Linked DNA regions of Mus musculus: region 2 is linked to region 1. Evidence: chromatin contacts called from public ChIA-PET data. All regions are on one chromosome and are shown on one strand. The core of a region is the stretch at or near the end of the contact, and the rest is flanking DNA. Distances in the headings are between cores, read along the strand shown. Region 1 overlaps Tnrc6b (trinucleotide repeat containing 6b). Region 2 overlaps Mrtfa (myocardin related transcription factor A).

Region 1 (6,812 bases), core at 2,076-4,575:
CCATTATTATTCTAACTGAAGAGTCATTCACCATGTAATTCTCTGATCTTTTTATCTACGTATTGCCACTCTGTGCTACCCCATGGGACCATAGATGGAAATGCAGAACCAACTAGATAGAGCTGAGAATAATCTAGGAGGATGAGACTAAAATCTCTGCCTACCCTGAAACGAGCCCATTAGTAACTAAGCCAAACAAATGTCTTTACATTGGCGTTTTGCCTGTATGCTTTGTCTGTGTGAGGGTTTCAGATGCTCTGGAACTTGAGTCAGAGACAGTTGTGAGCTGCCATGTGGTTGTTGGGAATTGAACTCTGGTCCTCTGTAAGAGCAGCCAGCACTCCCAACCACTGAGTCATCTCTACAGTTCCACAAACAGATGTCTTAACATTTAACTTTCTTTTCATAAATTCATCCTCTGCTGCAAGATTTAATTTGTTATAAGTCCATTAGCTTTTCTGGTTGTCCTCCTATCCAGCTTTAGTGCTAAGGATGAAACAGGGCCTTACAGATTTTAGGCAAGCACTCTATCACTGGGCTCCAAACCTCACTGTATAGCCCTGGACGGTATGGAATGAGTTATGTAGATGAGATTAGCTCCCCCTCCAACCCCCCTTTTAAATAAAGGCAGCTTTTTGGGCTGGGTCTGGCCTGGTAGTGTATACTTTTAACTCTAACCCATGTGAGTCTATTTTATGTGTATGTGTGTACATCTGAGTGTATGTATGTGCATCATAAGAAGGTGGCAGATCCCATGCTCGAGTACAGGCAATTGTAACTACCATGGGAGTGCAGTGCTGCTGAGCAATTTTCCCAGTCCTCCCTATACTCAAGACGAAAGCAGAAGTACTCCTTAGTCACCAGTTGGTTCTACACAACTAGTATAAGCAAAGAACTAAGTCACACACAAAAATGAACTTGAAAGGCTTTTATTATCTGCTTACTTCCCCCCCCTCCGAGTCTGTGTTCTAACCAGTGACTCTGTCTATCTTTAACTTCATCTCCCATTCTATAGCTCAATATGTTGCTTTCTATGGAGTATTCTAACCTTTAACTTTCTTTAGCATCTTGGTCAAAGTCAAATTGGCTAGTTTCCTTTCAGTTTTTGTTTTGTTTTGTTTGAGACAGGACTTCTCTGTGTAGTGCCCCCCACCCCCACCCCCCGTCAGTTGTCCTGTAACGTATGTAGACCAGGCTGGAGAGTTGCCTGTCTCTGCCTGACTGCTGGGATTAAAGGCGTGTGCTAAAGACCATGCCTGGGAGTTCTGCATTAATTTCAAGTCACCACCTCTGAACATCCTCAAGAATGCATGACTATCTATCTCCTCTTTGACACGCTCTAATCTAGAACTGTCTGGTCAAGTTCAAACTTGCTATATATTTGGCCCATCATCTCATTTTTTTTATTATCTCAGCCACATCCAGTTACCCAATCAATTCTAAGGTGAGACTGGTTGCTTCCACTCCATCTAAGAGATACGAATGGTGCTGAGTGTTACCAATCAACTTAAAAACTTGTTTGACCTCTCTGAGCTTCTGAATTCACAGCACAGTATGAGCATATCACGATCACGGGATTTGGCTCCCATCCCAGTCTTAAGACAGGTATGTGGAATATACCTTCTACACTTTCCTATATAGTTCATATATTACTACATATAGTATATAGCTTCTTCCTTTTTGTCCCCTTGAGAGAGGGCTTCTCTGTGTAGCCCTGGCTGTCCTGGAACTTGCTCTGTAGACCAGGCTGGCTTAGAACTCAGAGATCTGTTTGCCTCCTGAGTGCTGGGATTAAAGCCCTGGCTTTGTGAATTGTTTCATATATACTGTATAATTTCATTGTCTGAAATAAAAAAAGGCAAAATTAACCACACATATTTAAAGATGTCTGGATATAGAAAAGGACACCAACACAAGGCAGCATTCTTTTTTTTTTTTTTTTTTTTTGGTTTTTCGAGACAGGGTTTCTCTGTGTAGCCCTGGCTGTTCTGGAACTGACTCTGTAGACCAGGCTGGCTTCGAACTCAGAAATCTGCCTGCCTCTGCCTCCCAAGTGCTGGGATTAAAGGCGTGCGCCACCTGGCAGGCATTCTTATATTTACACTGCACCAGTGCACATGCCCCTTAAGCTGACAGTTTTAGACTCTAAGTCAATACCCAGGAGGTCTTTCTATTTACCCTTGCTTCTTCAGGCTGCAGATACAGCGGCTCCTTACAAGAATTACAAAAGGAGTAACGCCCCTATGCTCCTGGCAAATGGCTGCTCAAACCTAGGATGCAAAGTAATTAAAGTGCAGGTTTGCATATTCCTATTATGGAGAGTTAATTATGCAGGCTTAAAAGCCCTCAGTCTCCAGCTGGGCTGGAGAAAGTGAGTATCTTGAAGCAATCAATATGGCTTTTAACAAAGCAATGCAGGTGGAAAATGGCAGAAATTTAAAGGGATGACAAAAGCCACCAGAATCTTACTTTCTGAATCCTCCAGTGAGTGGAGGGAAAGCAACAGTAGAAACAAAGGCTTTAACAACTCTTCCTTCCTTTTTTTTTCCTGGCTGTGTTGGAAAAAGAACCTAGGGTCTCAAACATGACTTTTCTATCATTGAATGACATTCCTAGCCTTGTAATAAATGTTAAATGTTAAGTTTCAGTGTTTATGCTTTAGAAAAAAATTCTCTAACACTTCACTCTGGACAACTAGGTTTAGAAATAAGGTAGGACCACACGTGGGTCCCCAATAAGGAGGCCAAGGCGGAAGGCTCAGTTTAAGCCAGGATGCATGCCACAGAAACAAAACCTAATATTGATGAAGGTTTTTGTATAAGACTTTCTCTGCAAATTTAGCAAAAAATTAGAAACAATTTAATATCCAATAAAAGGGGAAGAGAGTGTTAAGTAAATCAAGGTAAATGTATTTAATGAAACAAGTTTCTGATAATAATTAACATTGCCAGGTGTGGTGGTATATTCCTTTAATCCCAGCACTGGAGAGACAGAAAAGAAAGAGGATCTAGATGATTTTAAGGCTAGCCTGGGTTATAGTAAGACCCTGTTTCATAATAAAACAAAACCCTACAAACAAAGAATGAGAAACCAGAAGAATGATCAATATGGGCTGGGGCACAGCTCACTTTATGTACCGAGCACACCCCGGGTTCCATCCCAAGAACCAAAGGAGAGGGTGAGAAGACTACTTGGCAACAGAGGAAAACACAGTGTTAACAGTGGTGGGTACAGAGATGAACAGCATGCCTGCACATGCACAACGTCAACGGGATGTGCGCAACACAGCTGTGGTCACCCCTGTGGCTGTGAAACTTGACTCAAGGGGCGGAGGAGGAAGGAAAGACAAGGAAACTTCCGGAGGGTAAGATGGCAAGAGTAGTGGGGAAGCACTGTAAGCTTCAGAGCTTAGCTGGCTAAGGCGCTCTGAAGCACAGAGCCGAGGAAGTAAAGGTCATGCCGCTTGGCAGCCCCAGACAACAGCGGTCTAAATACGACTGGGGTTTTGGGGTCACTTGGTTGGAGAGACATAAGGTATAAGCTGGGTGAGATCACCAAGAACCCTAAAAATGGCAGTAAACACTGCACTGTAGGTGGGTGAGCAAGCCAGGAGAGGATCTGCAGCCAAGGGACATCATGGTGTACTGTATGTTTTACAGCAGAGCTTCACAGATCTTTCTGTCATGCCTAAGCAGACACAAGCTAGGTGCATCTACTTAAATTTAATGATGATGAAATAATAGCTAAATTTCAAGTGTTCCTCTGCTAATAGCTACCAGAGTGGACAATGTGGCTATGAAGAGGACAAGTGTGACTCAGTCTACAGACATCAACACCTGAATGAAGAAGAATGGGGCAGACACAAGAAGGCCCTACACTATGATGGTAGCCTTCTAGGGATTTAGGAACTACATCAGTAGTGATAACAGTCAGAGCCTGGATCAAGATTTTTTTTTTTAAAAAAACGTGTGTGTGTGTGTGTGTGTGTGTGTGTTTGCACATGCAGATGTGTGCCCTTGAGATTCTCAAGGAGCTTATCAAGGTTTCCCAAAGATAACTCCAGTTCTGAAGGGAAAATTTCCTGAACTGAATGTGGCTGTGATGCAGGAGGATCATACTTTAGCTTGTGGGTCTTTGGTGTGAACAACTACAGAATAGGAGCATGTCTAACTGGAATTTTATTATTATTATTATTATATGTGTGTACACTGTAGCTGTCTTCAGACACTCCAGAAGAGGGCATCAGATTTCATTATGGATGGTTGTGAGCCACCATGTGGTTGCTGGGATTTGAACTCCGGACCTTCGGAAGAGCAGTCAGCACTCTTAACCACTGAGCCATCTTGCCAGCCCTTGTTTTGTTTTTAAATCTGAACATATCTAGCAGTATATGACACTGAAAAGAACATGTTGACAGCAGGCACAATTTTGTAACTCTCAATATTAAGGGCACTGAGGCAGATGAGGTCACCTAGTGGTGGCTGTATGCTGTGAAAGGGATGAGAACTGAGCACCAGGACAGTCTGATGATCAGTGCTGAGAGGTGGGAGAAAGGCAGAGAACCACTGTAAGGTGCTCGATCAAGAGCCAAGTGACCTAGGTGTTTCAGAGGGAGGATGGGATGTCAAACAAAGATAGGAGGCAATCTTTCCAAGTGCCACTGCTTTGCTTGTGCCCTTGGGCTAGCCCTGCTCTCTGAAGCTCTGGTCACTCCACCATGTAAACATACTCCATCTTACTTCCAGTGTCATCTCTCAGACTTTTCTGCCATCCCTGAAAAAACTTGCTTAACATTCTATTGTCTACAGTAACCACCACACAAAAACAACCCAGTAAGGTTGGGGTGGAAGGGCAAGATGGAACAGACAGGATGGAGATGGACACATGCAGCTGGGGTTCGGTTCCCAGCACAAAGATCCTGGTGGTTGGTAATTCAAGTTCAAGAGGATCCGATGCCCTCCTCTGGCATCCATGGGCACTGTACATGCACACATTAATTTATCCCACTAACTGCTGCCCAGATCATAGTAATGAACAAGCTTACAAAGTGGGCCTACAGTACAGGATCCAAACTTCTGAAAGGTGCAAACATCGTTTTTGCCACATTCCACTCCTTGTCTATTTGCTTCCCATCCCATTGATAAATACACACATCTCTACCAACCTGTTCACACTAATCATTCACTCAAACCTTTTCTCATGCCAAGTGCCAGCTATTATCGCACCAGTGAGAGGCTTCTGTGATTTGGAAGGCCTCTTTAATGTGGCCATGCATAGAAAATTTAAACTTTCTCTTCAAGACCCAGTTTAAATGTCACTGCTAGTGATGCTTGTAACATTTAATCGAGTGAAACATCACTTTGGTCCCCAGACTTTGTTGACCACCTATGCCATTTATCCCACTAACTGCTGCCTTTCTGTCAGTGTCCTGCCGTACTGGCCTCTTCATCAGCTCTAGGGCTCTCAGAGTAGGAAGCCAGTCAGTATTCCAGCAGGCAGCTCCTCGGAGCTCTACAGAAAAATTCAGAGTCTCATAATTCTGTTTGTTTTCAGGCAGATACTTGAGGGCAATCATTTTTGAATACTGTCACCTCAGAATTTATAAATTTCTTTTAATTAGTCACAATAAAAAACAATATATTAGACAATTAGTTGTTGCAAAGCATCTATTTTATATTCTTAATGCAATTTAAAAAGGGAGCTGATATTCTGTTCTAATAATCTTACACTTGACACCTGGATCTGTCAAATGTCCAACTGTAACCAATCCTTTCCTGTGCAGTAACAATGGGCTGCTACCTGAATGGTCTTTTAACTCTGAAGGGCAGGGACACAACATTTCTTACCTGGGGGGAGATAAACTGGGGAGGCACTTGCGCCCGGAGACCAGGAGAAGAACTTAGTGGCTGCACTGGAGTGTGCAGGCCTCTCGATTGTGCTGTGCTGTTTCCAAACAAACCATGACTGCCGCCCTGCAGAGAGAACCATACCAGTCAGGACATCTTATCAATTCAAGAAGACGATTAAGCAATAGTTCTCATTTCTATCCTTAGGAATGAAGATCTCTACTGCATGGAATGACAGCATTCATTTTAGAATCGAGGAGCTCTTTGTATTGGGAGGTTGGTGGACAGTTACTAGAACTGAGTCATGGGCAGCTCATTTACTACAGGTGGTCTGATAAAGTATAAACTGAAAGGGTTACATTTAACAAAATGTTAGAGGTAGTGTTACATTTCTTGTGACTGAGAGGAACTGATTTCTGTGCAAGATTTCTGGACTGCTTATTTGAGACAGGGTCTCATCCTGTGATCAGCTGAGGTGAGCCTCTTAAGTGTTGGGATTACTGGCATGTGCAACCACAACTGGCTTAAGAACCCTCTTTTTATAAGTTTGGGTTTATCAAATTTAATTCTCAAGACTTTATAAGATCCATCTTAAAAGGAACCTGGGTAAAAACACATACTATAACCAAACTATCAGTGTAAAGTAATGTGGGTATCACTTTCCTCTACTAGCCAATCAGCCACTCACAAGGACCCTGATCTAGCTGCGCACCCTTCCCCGTCCTGAATCTGTTAGCTTTCTTGCTAAATGAGAAAATGTTCATCAACCTCACATCAAAATAAGAAGGAAGGGACACATTACATATTACTCTAGGTTATGGAAATAACATTACTCACCTGTAACTTCACATTCAAAAGTATAAATATCAGCCTAGTTATAGATATAAAATAAAGCTTAATTCCATGATTCCCAATAAATCATCATTGAGCTCATCTCTAATCTCCTAATGAGAGCAAGGGAAGCTC
Region 2 (6,812 bases), core at 2,052-4,551, 150 kb before region 1:
AAAAAAAAAACTGAGGGCCTTGCGTGTATTAGCTATGACCCCTTAGCCATCGGGCCGTGGAGTGGGGTGATTAAATACATTAAAAGCACACCAGTCACCGAGCACAGAAGCAACAGTACAAACGCGGTGGCTCCTCGCCGGCTGCATCTTAGTGCTGTGCTGCTGGTGTTTGTGTTAACGCTGCAGTCCAGCTCCCAGGCAGATTCCCCCACTGAAGTAGATTACCTCATCTCCTCTGACCCTAATCTGAGCCAGCGGTTTCCCTCCGCACCAGATAATGAACCCAGGAGGCCTGGTATCTCGGCAGAGCTGACTTGCAGAAAACCTTGGGAGAAACAGCTGGAGCTCAGGTTGTGACATCAGATTGTTTGGGTTCAGTTTTTGTTCCGCCCCCATTACTGAGACAAACAAGGTGAATTGGTCTCTGTAGGCCCCACTTTCCTAACCTGTAAGGTGGGACAAACACTACCAATCTCCTTAGGATTTTAGAGCACAAATGCACAGGGCTGAAAGGTAGCTCAGTGAGCATTCGCCTGGCGTGCACAGGGCCCGGAGTTTGATCCCCATTGTCACAAAACAGCACACACAGACAGACACACACACACACACACAGACACACACACACAGACACACACACACACCAAAGGTATGTAGGATAGGGTCTGGTACAAAGCACATGCTATAAATATCAGCCACTGAAATGGTTGTTGCTTTTACCTATTTAATTAGGGCTTTATTTTAAGCAATGTTAATTTGTTTTAAAAAAAATCGCCTCTTTGTTAGATTTCCAAACTCTCAACATCTTGAGAGTCAGTTTGGTTCTCTCTCTCTCCCCCTCTCCTTCTCTCTCCCTCCCTTCTTTCTTCCCTCCCTCTCTCCCTCTCTCAAGACAGGGTTTCTCTGTGTAGCCCTGGCTCTCCTGGAACTCACTTTGTACACCAGGCTAGCCTGCAACTCAGAGATCTCTCTGCCTCTGCCTCCTGAGTGCTGGAATTAAAGATGTATGCCAATTCAATTTTTATAGCCAAGGTAGGCTTTGAATTTTTGATCCTCCTGCCTTAGTCTTCTGAGTAGCTGCCCCTAATTCCTGTCATTAAATGCCTGCTATAATAAAATACAAATAACATTTTTTCTTTTTTGAGACAGACTTTTACTTTGTAGCAACCCCAGGCTGATGTGAAAATTTTAACTGTCCTTTGCCTCAGCCTCCAAAGGCTGGGAGAATATAGGTATGAGCCACCATGCTTGGCTTAATAAGACTTTTTTTTTTTTAATTAAATTTATAGGAGTTTGTAAATTAGCAGGGGGGATATTCAGAGGTAACCACGCACAGCACCCAACATCACTGTTCAGGTAAAGTAGCTTAGGTGACCCAACGTAATTCTGAATATAGTGGAGAATATAGAGAAGAAGAGAAAAAGAAAAAGAGAGTGGACATTTTCAAGCAAAAATGAAATTTTAAAGGTGAGGGAAAGTCCATGGTACTTAAGGAAGAGTAAAATTTAACATTCTCGTTGGGGTGTCTCACCCTAGGGAATCGTGCCTGGAAGTCCCCATTGCAGCCTGATGTGACATAAGAGCAGAAGGAGGCAAGCAAGCTTGCTAACAGGACAGGGAAAGGAACTTGGAACATAAATCATAATTTTGAGAGAAAGAGAAGTTCTGCTTGTTCCTGTGACCTTGAAGCGTAGGCAAGAGCCCAGCCAGCGTCCTCCCATCCTTGGGTGCCTCTAAAAATCGCTGCGTAGAAAAGGCCCGTGTTAGTACACCACTGTTCCTAGTATTTGTAGGTTACCCTCAGATATGACTTTCAGGGCCCTGCAGTTGAAACCTGTTAGACAGAAGGGGACTTGCTGTGGGCTCTGGGATCCTCCTAACCCTCCCTAGACATTTTCTTAGCATCGTAACCACAGCTATGCTAGTTGATCCTTTGAGTAGTGTATAGTTGTAAAGATGGTTGATGTTTAATTTGATAAAGATCCCTGTTGTTTCATTGAGCAGTGTTGCCAAACAGAGCTAGGAGCGACACCTGTCTCCACTAGCCCGATGTACACTAAGTCGTAGCTCTTGGGTGTCTCCTCTCAGCAGAGAAAGCCCTGTGTGAAAACAGAAGCATGTGGACGGCAAGATACCTTGTAGTCTAGAGGAATGTGGTGTGTGTGAAAGTAGCCATACTTTTTAGATTGTGGTCTCTGTGCAGAGTGCATTTGTTCAACATGCTATGTGCAAACACTTAGAACTTATACAGCTCTTTGTGCTGGGCGCTGGCCCCATTAGACTTTCTTTGAGCTTAGAACTGGTTGGTGTTTCTCAGTCCCAGGAGGAAGGCTGAGTTCTGTAAGGTTTAAGCAAGAGGCAAGACTGGTAGTTTGTGGATTGTTATCACCCTGCAAGACTCTTCGCAACTTCCTCTTGCCGCCCACAGCAGAATGCGGAAACCCTGCTGTGTCAGGCCACTTCTGCAGTTACCCACAGTTGCAGTTTGGGATCCTCCTTTCATACCATAGGCTACCTTTTAGACTTTGCTGCATTTGAGAATGTGTCTGCTGAGGTGGAATGGCTGACTAACCTGCATCTGTCTTCTCTTCTTGCCACCATGCAGTGCTGCAGTTGAAGCTCCAGCAGCGGCGGACCCGGGAGGAACTGGTGAGCCAAGGGATCATGCCGCGTAAGTGTCTCTCGGTGTTTGTACACTTGCTCCTTGGGTTGGCTTGGCTCCTCGGTGGCATAGGAGCACCCTACAGAGCAGGGGTCAGGGGTCTCGTTCCAGTCTTACCCGCCTCTTACTTTTCCATCAGGAGTCCTTGATGGATGGAACAGGTTGTCAATTGCCCAGATTCATCATGTTCAGTGAAACAAGCAGTGCTAGGCTTCCAGCAGGTCGGCAGATAGCCCCGTGCCTTTGAATTGCCTCTTTCCTGGGTTCCCAGCATCCCTTCATGGGAGGAGCAGGGGCTGCTCTGTTCACATCCACTTCACCTCTGTGCTCAGCTGTTAGGAAGAAACCTCTCCTCTCCCCTTGCAGACAGGTACCGTCAGTGAACTACAGTTTATTTTAGAGCTGTGAGGCACCCATGGCGGATACGCGTGTGTGTATGCCTGGATGGAGCTGTTGGTGAGCTGTTCTGACACTGGGCCAGTGTCTGCATCCCTGGGGTAGAAGTGAAACCACGCCTTAGACTCTGTTAGAGACAAGAAAGCCTGTTTTGAATACTAAGAGCACCGTAGACAGTGAAGGCTAGAACCAGGGTCTTGCTCTTCTGACATGTCTTCATGAGTTCTCAGCAGATCATACAAGCTTCCGTCCCCTGGTGGTATGTCGTCACCACTCGGCTCCACCCTGAGGAGGAAGACAGCGAGAGAGCGCACACACACACACACACACACACACCCCAGCAGCATCTGCTGTCATGATGTTTCATGGTCTCCCCCACATGTTACTGCCCACTGTCCCGTTGCCCCGCTGCCATCCATGTTGTTGGCCACTCACTCAGAGGAATCATGTGTGCAGCTACAGTGAATCTGCCCCTGCAAGAGTGGAGGGAGGAAGTGGAGACAAAGGAAGAAGATAATATTACACCTCTTAGTAAGTGTGATGTAGTAAATTAATGGTGGTGGATGTGTTTACAGTTAACAGGAAAAAGTTGGAGACACAGCCGGGCGTGGTGGCGCACGCCTTTAATCCCAGCACTCGGGAGGCAGAGGCAGGTGGATCTCTGAGTTCGAGGCTAGCCTGGTCTACAAAGTGAGCTCCAGGACAGCCAGGGCTATACAGAGAAACCCTGTCTCGAAAAACCAACCAACCAAACAAACAAAAAACAAAACAAAAAAGTTGGAGACACTTTGGATAAACCGGCAAACTCATTCCTATAGTTTCATCATTTGGGAGGCTGAGGCAGGAGTTCAAGGCCAGACTGGGTTATAATGTGAGGCTATATCACAGCAACAACAAAAGACAAACAAAACAGAAAAAGCATATCAGAAAAGCCAGTGCTGAGTGTACTGAGCCTAGAGTGAGGCACCACGGAGAGAGTGAGTGTTGGTTTGTAGGAAGCCACCAAGGCTTCTAATGGCTGAGGGTGGCGTTTGATTTGTGTTGTGTGCTAACCTTTTGTTCCCTGCCCCTCTCTATGGTGTGACACCCCCCCCCCTGCTGTTCTTTGTGGTCTGTGAACCTCCAGAGCACGATTCCCACCCAGCCTGACCTCTGTTGGCCGCTGCAGTAGATTCTGTGGTAGTGTTATTGGTAGGGCAGCAGTGTGCTTTACGGTCTGCGGGCCTCATCAAGGATCCAGTCCCATCCTCCTAGACCCCTTCACAAATGGCATATCTGTTTAGTGTCTGCGAAGCCCCTCATACATTACAGCAGCCAGAGTTTGGGTTGCTGCAGTCGCCTGCGCGCAGATGCATAGCAGCTGCTGTAAGGCAGCACTAATTTTGAGAGCCTCGTTTTTTAGGGCTGTAGGAGGTTCAGGGTCAGGAGGTAGGTTATGCAGGAGTAGAATGCCCATATCCCCACATTCTTCTTCATAACTTCCATGTTATACTGGGATCACTAGGGGAGAACTGAGCAGTCATGGCTCCCTGCTTGCCACTTCTTTAGTGTGGTGCTCAGAAATTGCACTTGTCAGTGTGTACCTTCAGCTTCCTGAAGAATGTCACTTATTTGTGTCTCTGTCTCCCAGTACCTCACCCTAGATGAATGAAGACAGCCGATTGCAAAGTAGGGTGTGTGTGTGTTAACTAACAAACTAGCTAGAATTACGGTCACAGCATTTGAAATACCGTCAGTAATCTCTCCCGTCTTGCCGGGCCCCAGGTTTCAGCTGTCCTAGACACCTAACTGCATGTTTGGGTTGGCTCTGTGGACTGGGGACACTCAGCTTCTCCTTGAGAGTGTCTCCCCTCCAGGAGCATTTCCCTATGGAAAGTGCTGGCTTTCAGCTTCTCTCAGAGGAAAGGGAGCAAAAAAGATGGTGAGGAGAAGTGAAGTGTAGGCAAGTGTCAGGAGTGAGGCGCCCCTCTCACCAGTGCCTACCTCAGTGCCGCCCTGCCTGCCCCCATCACTCTCTACCACGCGGGCGCTCCCTCTACCATGCTGGTGCTCACTGCTCTCCTCACCTTCACCGCAAGACTTTTAAGGGAGACACAGCCAGTGGCAGCCAGCAGTGAGAAGTCACACCTACCCTACAGCGCCCCCTGCAGTCTGTCGGGGTGGCCTGAGGGCTCTCCACAGGGTCCTTGTATTTAGATTAGGTGGACAACTCAGAAGCAAGCAAGCAAGCATGCAAAGCCAGAGAAAGGAGCAAAGTCCCTGGGGCTATATTTTATTTCCGGTTTATACCTTCAATCTTTTATGACCATGGAAAGGAAAAGTCAACCTAGCTTATTCATTTCTCAGAACACTCCCTTGTAGTTCCCATGTCGGCCAAGCTGCTCCACTCAGCTGGGACAGCAAGTCTGTGGGACGTGGTGTGCTTTGGTGGCTCCTTCCCATTACGGTTGTTCTCTTCTGTGTTCTGCTCAGCACTGAGCACAGCCTTGGGGGGGGTGGGGGTGGGGACTAAGGGATTAAACTCCTCCAGTTCCCACATAGCTTTCTCTGCGGCTCATGTTCTCTGATTGTGTGTCTCAGGTACGCATGTGGAGCTGGTTTCCAATGTACTCTAAGCAGGGCCATTTCCCAGTGTCCTTGACTCCCATCATGTCTCAAATATAACACCACTTAAAACTCATCAAATAGAGAGTCCCAGAATGTAGAGACCCACGCAGTCTAGGCTCTGAACTTTATCTAGAGCTTCTGAAGAAGAGGGAAGATGGCACATGCAGGAAGCAAGCGGATCTTTCAGTGCAGAGCCAGGAATGCCCTTGTGATCAGGAAAAGAGACTTAGAGGCTGGCTGTGCGTAGGACCCTTTGTTTTCCACCCCCATGCTGACTGATACACACACAGGGTGAAGGTCAGAGATGAGGAGGTGTTCTGACAGGCCAGCTGTCAGAGGCATGACACTTTCCAAAGGCAGGTGTGGATGCTGTCCTGACCTGATAAGGAATGCCTGGGAGTTCCTGGGTGTAAGAGTAGAGCCACTGTCTTTCCTTCTTGGCCTGTTCCAGCCAGACTTCTCAACAGTGAGCAGAGGGGCTTTTCTGGTGCTGCAGCCGCCTGTCTATCTGTCATCACGAGCTGGTACCAAGCAACCTTGATGCTTCAGCACACCAGAGAAGGAATACCTCGTTGTCCTTAGGGCTCTGGGGGCTTCGCCTGGCCCTCCTGAGCTTGGCTTTTCTCTCTCCCTGCTTCTCTTCCTTCCTTTCATTTCTTGGTGCTGAAAATCAAACCCAGGTCTTCATGCTGGGCAAACATTCTTCCTCCTTAGCTCTGTCCCTAGCTGAACCCTGTCCTTTATTTGTGTGTGTGTGTGTGTGTGTGTGTGTGTGTGTCTGTGATGTGAATGTGTGTATGTATGTTTCTGTGTGTGTGATGTGAATGTGTGTGTGTATGTTTCTGTGTGTGTGTGGTGTGTGTGTGTCTTTGTGTGTGTGTCTGTGATATGAATGTGTGTGTGTCTGTGATGTGAATGTGTGTGTGTGGTGTGTGTGTGTGATGTGAATGTGTATGTATATGTTTCGTGTGTGTGTGTGTGTGTCTGTGATATGAATGTGTGTGGTGTGTGTGTGTGTCTGTGATGTGAATGTGTGTGTGTCTGTGATATGAATGTGTGTGTGTGTGTCTATGATGTGAATGTGTGTGTGTGTCTGTGATGTGAATGTGTGTGTGTGTCTGTGATGTGAATGTGTGTGTGTGTCTGTGAT

The links. ChIA-PET counts read pairs in DNA pulled down with a chosen protein or histone mark.
Region 2: an RNA polymerase II ChIA-PET map of effector CD8 T cells shows a contact between it and region 1, with 13 read pairs. The contact joins two enhancer-like sites. A contact is called at or near these places in 1 of 39 promoter capture datasets (liver), 1 of 115 datasets of contacts at active chromatin or transcription factors (effector CD8 T cells) and 3 of 9 other capture datasets (adipose tissue, liver and pancreatic islet).

What each region holds. Positions count from the first base shown.
Region 1 is chr15:80,893,489-80,900,300 of GRCm38.p6, reverse strand. Tnrc6b (trinucleotide repeat containing 6b) reads right to left here. Exons shown (of 25, transcript NM_144812.3): 14 at 5,847-5,972. Among named protein-coding and RNA genes, the nearest start is that of Mir5113, 43 kb to the left of the region's middle. Within about 2 kb of position 3,325, at least 73 of the 459 cell types and tissues checked have an H3K27ac peak or open chromatin away from gene starts, as enhancers often do. A contact at or near this core is called in effector CD8 T cells, where this site is marked.
Region 2 is chr15:81,041,145-81,047,956 of GRCm38.p6, reverse strand. It overlaps Mrtfa (myocardin related transcription factor A), which reads left to right. Exons shown (of 14, transcript NM_001082536.2): 3 at 2,603-2,668. Among named protein-coding and RNA genes, the nearest start is that of Sgsm3, 67 kb to the right of the region's middle. Within about 2 kb of position 3,301, at least 134 of the 459 cell types and tissues checked have an H3K27ac peak or open chromatin away from gene starts, as enhancers often do. A contact at or near this core is called in effector CD8 T cells, where this site is marked.